2 separate regions of the Zea mays genome follow, and region 2 is linked to region 1. The links are chromatin contacts, called in public Hi-C maps. All regions are on one chromosome and are shown on one strand. Each heading gives the region's core, a stretch centred on a gene start, on an enhancer-like site or on the middle of the called end of the contact. The rest is flanking DNA. Distances are from core to core; before and after follow the strand shown. Region 1 holds the start of LOC103655968 (WD-40 repeat-containing protein MSI4). Region 2 holds the start of LOC100191460 (phosphoenolpyruvate carboxylase3).

Region 1 (3,192 bases), core at 399-2,898:
AGCATCATAAGATCTGAACATACATCTGGACTGTCAGTGTGAGTGGCTATGATCTTACTGTTATGTGGAAGTTCCCTGATTCTGTTAACCTGTTTGCAAGGTAAAGACATAAAATGCATCAACCATCCGGATTAACAAATTAGACAAAGTGTCATATAACTACAATTCAAATACGAAATCAAACTGAGGAACAAGATTAATGATGGCAGGACCTTGCTTTTTGATTGTGCTTGATTCAGTTTGTGTTTGTTCTTCCTCTTCAGATTCAGTATCTGATTCTTCACTCTTTTTAGTAGCAGTCTCCATGTCTTCCCTCTTTCTACATCTAGCATCTTCAGCCTTCGCACCTGAAATGCTTCCTAGGCCTTTTTTCCTGCTCATCTAAAAAAATCTAAGGGCATGTGTTTTCACCACCTGGTAGTTGCGCTAGCTCAATGAATTCACTTGCTTCACTCGGGGATTCACCAAGATATGCTACATCATTATATTTTTGCTGTCACTTTCCTGAAGTTTAAGCGGAGTGAGGAAAAGAAGATGTTTAACTCCACCCAAGATGTGAAAACATTTAAACAAGATTAACTCAGACAAAATTTATTGATAAATACCTGGACGTTTCATACCAAGCTTCAGAGCTGAAGACCTGAACCTTGATGATCTATCCATCCATTGTTTCCCTTGTATATAGAAGACAATATAAGGAAATGAGCAGAGGAAGAACAATCAGTATGTTAGATTTGTATAACTAATGGGTAGTTGACAATAGGAGCTTTGTAACCACCATATGCAGACAGATAAAAAGGGACATGAATTTGTAAACTCTATTGATATCATAAATACGATGCAAAACCATCAAGCATAGCATTGATACAATGAAATATTTATCTTGAAGATTATTTTATGTTGTTAATTGTCCAATAGGTTCGTAAATCAGTTAAGAGGTTGCTCGTTGTCGAATAGATTCTTAAATCAGCAAAGAGGTTGTAAATGGCAGAAAATTGTCACATATTTGGACAACCTTTTTGGTGTTACCAAACATTAATTCCAGATTTTGGTTACGAGTTTCAGACACTAACACATTGTGGATGATAGGACATGATTGCTAGAATGTAACTGGTGTCGACAAACACAAACATACAAGATGAAAATAGGCTAACCTCCTGATAGGACATGGTTCTGCTGGACACATGGTAAGCGCAAATTCCGCATTTTCCTTATGTCCTGTTAATATCTAAACAAATAGTATATGCTAGTAAGCCATGTGCCAAAGAAGAGTATATCTGGCACACTGAACAAAACAATGAACCATATCATATCAGGGCGAGACTCGCTTGCTCCTAGGACAGCATGTCTATTTGGTTGTGCTTCAACATCCCAAATAAGTACCTGGATGACAATGGGAAAAATGTTGACATCATTCCAACTGTAACACATTATGCCTCACAAGAATTAAACAGCATCATAAGGTCTGAACATACATTTGGACTGTCAGTGTGAGTGGCTATGATCTTAATGTTCTGTGGAAGTTGCATGATTCCGTTAACCTGTTTGCAAGGTAAAGACATAAAATGCATCAAGGTTGAAAAAAAATTTGAGCTTGAGGTTCACATTGCTTGAGGTTCTAATTCTGATCTCTCTTAAACTGAAAGGCAGATCCGGGCATTTATACATTAAAAAAAGGAAAAAATCATCCAATCCAGAAACCAAACAAGCTGAAACCTAAAACCAATAAAACCTTTTGGCGGATTTCTAGCCCAAGGTAGTTCTGACTCTTGCCAGAATTCTTGGCGTGCCAAATCAAGAACCTCCCACTCCCTGGACATCAAGATATAGGTCCACTTATATCCAATGTTCACTTATATAGCCTTTACACGACTCCGATATAGGTCCACCAATGGAATATATCCAAACCGTGTAGTATAATAGCGATTGTAGTTTACATACGGATGCAAAGAACTTAGATAGTGTTTGGTTCCAGATTATGGTGGAGACAGAGTCACTCAATTTCAAATTTGTTGCCGTTAGGATCAGTTCCATATAGGACATAGTAGTTCTAAAAAAATAAAATTATACAATATTGAATCATCCAACTCTCTAAAAAAATTTCGGACGGACCCACTTCCTATGGAGCCGCTCTAACACAAGGGATGGTGGGAGAGATGGGGGATAGGAAAGCTAGCGGTCGAGCTGCATTACCTGCAGCCAATCATCTGTGCAGAGCATATATTCCGGAATCGCTTCCATTTCATGCCGCCTTGAATGCTACATATATATATAGATACTCCATACTGTAGTAGTAGAGACTTTGAACTCTATGATGCGGATGTTCTTCCTCCTCGGAACTGCCCATAGCAAGGGCATCTTTTGTGAGCCCCAGAATATCACTATTCCATGTTGATGCCGTATGGCATGGAGATGGAAATACTATAGCATAGGTCAAAAGTACTGGTCCATCATGGCACTGTAGGGCGGTCCCATGCCATGAGACTATTTGAGCCGATGAATGAATCCAATGTATATAGAGTTGTTTGAATGCACTAGAACTATTAGTTTTTAGCTAAAAAATTATTAGTGAAATTAGCTAGCTAACAAATGTCGAGCTAAAAATTAACTAATTTACTAAAAAATAGCTATTATTTGAATTATTAGTTAAATTGTTTAGATGTCGTCAGCTAATTTTAGCCGATAACTATTATCTACAGTGCATTCAACCACTCCGTAGTGATAAAAAATACTAGTATTACTAGGACAGAGTAAAGTTTTTCAGATGCGCAAAGTAAAAAATAAAAATAAAAATGGAATTTATGCAGACGGACAAGCGCTCCGGCTTCGTTCCAGCGCCTGCGTAGTATTACATGGGCTCAACACTGAGCCCATGTAGGGTCTGCCGTCGAGCCCAAACAAGCCCGCGACATCCTGGATCCACCGCCGCCGGCATCCTCGCCTTGCCTGCGCTAGCCGCCGGCGCGTGGCCCCTGGATTCGCCGCCGACATGTACCACCTCTCGATCTACGGCTCTTGTGACATGAGACGCTCGCTTGCCGCCGCTTGATCCGGCACTCCTGATCGGGAACGCTTGCTGACGCGCTCGATCTACGGTGCTGTCTTGTGAGTCGTCGGTCGGAGATGCATGCACACCGCTGCTCAGTCCGCACAGAGACGACGGAGAGACACGGAGGGAAGGAGAGGCCGTTG
Region 2 (3,192 bases), core at 374-2,873, 170 kb before region 1:
TTTTCTCCATTCTAGGATTTCCTTTAGGATTTAAATCCCCATTTGGATATTTAACAGATTTCTTTTTACATATTTATATCATCATAAAATGCACACAAAAAACCTCAACATGATGTGTATTCCATTTGAACATTATATATATATATTTATTCATCACTCTTAATTATAGGCATGCTCCTTTTATGATGAAGTTATGGCACACAATATAAGAATATCAACTATATACTCATTGTATTCCTTTTTTGGGTATTACAACTCCCCCTTGATAGGAAGGAGCTCCAAAAATCCAAAATCTCTCCCCAACAATCCAGACAAGAATTTCTCCCTAAAATGGTCCAGATTTTCTCCCCCTAAACATCCCCCTTCGACAAAAGATCCCCCGCTGAGAAACAATAGAGATGCAAAAAAGAGTGAAGAACTAGGGAGAATGCAGGAGCTTCAGGAGTATATCAGAGCCTGAGCGCGTTCGCTACCCGCCTAGAGGCGCGCAACCGTGGATGTTGGTGTGTACCAGCCAATCAAACATGCTCTATAAATATAAGTCTAAGGCATGTAATCTTTTTGATCTACTGCGTGTGATTCCTTGTCGGTCGAACTCGTGATACTTGTGATTATAAAGCTAGGTCTATATTGTCACTATAAGACTATCTCTAGCAGACTTCCTAACCCACTCTCTATCTCACACCCTATTTCAAACTTCACTCTATAAACAGTACAATCTACAGTGCAAAACAGTACTTTATACGGTCGTTTACACGACCTGCTGGAGATGGCCTAAGAAGTTGAGGTGACTTATGGTGACTTGAGTTGCTTCATTACCTTTACTTTAAAAATAAATATCTATTTGTAGATAAGTTAGCGACTGCTATCGCCCAATGTTAGAACTAGTATATAGCGGTAGTAGTTTATTGTGATTCAAATTTATAATGGTACTATTTTTGGAAGTAGATTATTGTGATTCAAATTTATAATGGTACAATTTTGGAATATTTATAAAATCATAGATTATACTCACTATATATTAGTATGCCTTATAAATATTTTTATTATATCTATGGCATACTATTATTTTCTATTAAAGTTTTTATAAAAAACATGTAAATAAACAATCTCAAACAACCATTCAAGGGTACAAGTGACTTTTCTAAAGAAAATCCTATTTTAGTGAAGCTTAAATTTGTTTGTAAGGCAAACACTTTTAGAAACTCCGCAAATTTGAAGTAGAGCTGCTCAACTATGAAGTTTATAACGTTGACCTAACTTTTGTGAAGTCGAGCTCTGCCAAATACCCTCATGATGCTCCTCTAAAACTCTAAACTTTTAAAAAGTATAAAGTTAGATTTAAACTTTAGTCCATCAGATCTAGTACTAGAACTCTAGATAACTGAGCTAAAGTACTCTAGAGTGCTTAGAGGCGAGAATAAAAAAGACCTTATAACCCCACTAAGGGCTTGTTCGGTTATTCCCAATACACATGGATTGAATGAGATTGGAAAAAATTGAGAAGAAATTTGACTTGTCTGGGATTCAAACCCATCCAATCCCACCCAATCCATATGAATTGAGAGCTAACCAAACAAGCCCTAACACTTGCCTAACTATGAATAATCGCAAAGTCCGCAGGACCAATCTGCAAAACTAGCATGAGTCCCGACAACGAGGGAGACGCACGGCTCACGGGCTCAGGAACATAAAATTCTCCAGACGGGCCCGCACACGATCACCATCAACCCGGGCTCCCGTCCCCCCGTACAAATAGAATAGGCACGCACACTCCGAACTTCCCACCCCATCTCCGCCGCGCGCACCGCCCAATCTCCGCCTCCACCTGCGCCCCGCTCAGGCGAGCAGAGGCTTCCACCACTCTCCATTTCCCACGCCCGCTGCGGGCTCGCGGGCGAGAGGGGATTGTCTGTGCCGCCGGGCGGGAATTTGATTCGTTCGATTCGCTGCGCCGCGATGCCGGAGCGGCACCAGTCGATCGACGCGCAGCTGCGGCTGCTGGCCCCCGGGAAGGTCTCCGAGGATGACAAGCTCGTCGAGTACGACGCCCTCCTCGTCGACCGCTTCCTTGACATCCTCCAGGACCTGCACGGCCCCCACCTACGCGAATTCGTACGCCCCGATCAGTACCGCCTTCCTCCTCACCCCCAGATCCGCATGTTTCGACGAAGCCGTGCACGTGCTGATCAGGTGGCTTCTCTTCGCGTGTGCAGGTGCAGGAGTGCTACGAGCTCTCGGCGGAGTACGAGAACGACCGGGATGAGGCTCGGCTTGGCGAGCTCGGGAGCAAGCTCACCAGCCTGCCGCCGGGGGACTCCATCGTCGTCGCTAGTTCCTTCTCGCACATGCTCAACCTCGCTAACCTTGCCGAGGAAGTGCAGATCGCGCACCGCCGCCGGATCAAGCTAAAGCGTGGGGACTTCGCCGACGAGGCCTCCGCGCCGACAGAGTCGGACATCGAGGAGACGCTCAAGCGCCTCGTCTCGCAGCTCGGCAAGTCGCGGGAGGAGGTCTTCGACGCGCTCAAGAGCCAGACCGTCGACCTCGTCTTCACCGCCCACCCTACACAATCCGTGAGGAGGTCTCTTCTCCAGAAGCACGGCAGGTGAGAATGATCGTAGTCGTAGCGTTACTGTGGACTGTGGTTGCTTTGGTTGAAGTCCATGCGTGCGGAAGCAAATGCTGAATGCTCCCCTGCCCCGTGGTGTTGTTTGTTTTGTTGTTGTTTAGGATCCGTAACTGCCTGCGGCAGCTCTATGCCAAGGACATCACTGCTGACGACAAGCAGGAGCTTGATGAGGCACTTCAGAGGGAGGTAAAATATATTGACTTCACCACTTGAGCTGAAAATGTTTTATTAAAAAGATCACTTTGATGATTTACTGCAGATTAAGCGCACCACAACCTTTCGTTAACATTTCTAGTTGGAAAATAGGTGTTCATTATTTAGCTGATCATCTCCTAGGCCCTTTTGTCCTTGATGGAGCCAGGGGCTTCGGGGTTTTAACGTGCGGATCCAGAGCATAGGCATCTCCACATTAGTGTTATTAGAACTTTGTCCCACTCCTGAAAGACAAGTTAGCTTATGTTGCATTTTTTGGCCTCTTTATGTGAGTGATGCCTGTCAGATTCTGAGACTGTATACCGTTCTTTGGGCTAGAATGCTATATCTATTGTCTATATACCGTT

The links. A called contact is a pair of places that touch in the nucleus more often than the background predicts.
Region 2: a Hi-C map of bundle sheath shows a contact between it and region 1, with 2.4 times the contacts expected there. The contact joins the promoter of LOC100191460 here to the promoter of LOC103655968 in region 1. A contact is called at or near these places in 6 of 25 Hi-C or Micro-C datasets (bundle sheath, ear, endosperm and 2 more).

Annotation. Positions count from the first base shown.
Region 1 is chr4:235,531,620-235,534,811 of Zm-B73-REFERENCE-NAM-5.0, reverse strand. It overlaps LOC103655968 (WD-40 repeat-containing protein MSI4), which reads right to left and starts at 1,648. Exons shown (of 3, transcript XR_002750497.2): 1 at 1,476-1,648; 2 at 1,155-1,383.
Region 2 is chr4:235,706,012-235,709,203 of Zm-B73-REFERENCE-NAM-5.0, reverse strand. It overlaps LOC100191460 (phosphoenolpyruvate carboxylase3), which reads left to right and starts at 1,623. Exons shown (of 10, transcript XM_008678212.3): 1 at 1,623-2,115; 2 at 2,217-2,608; 3 at 2,734-2,818. The coding sequence starts at 1,960.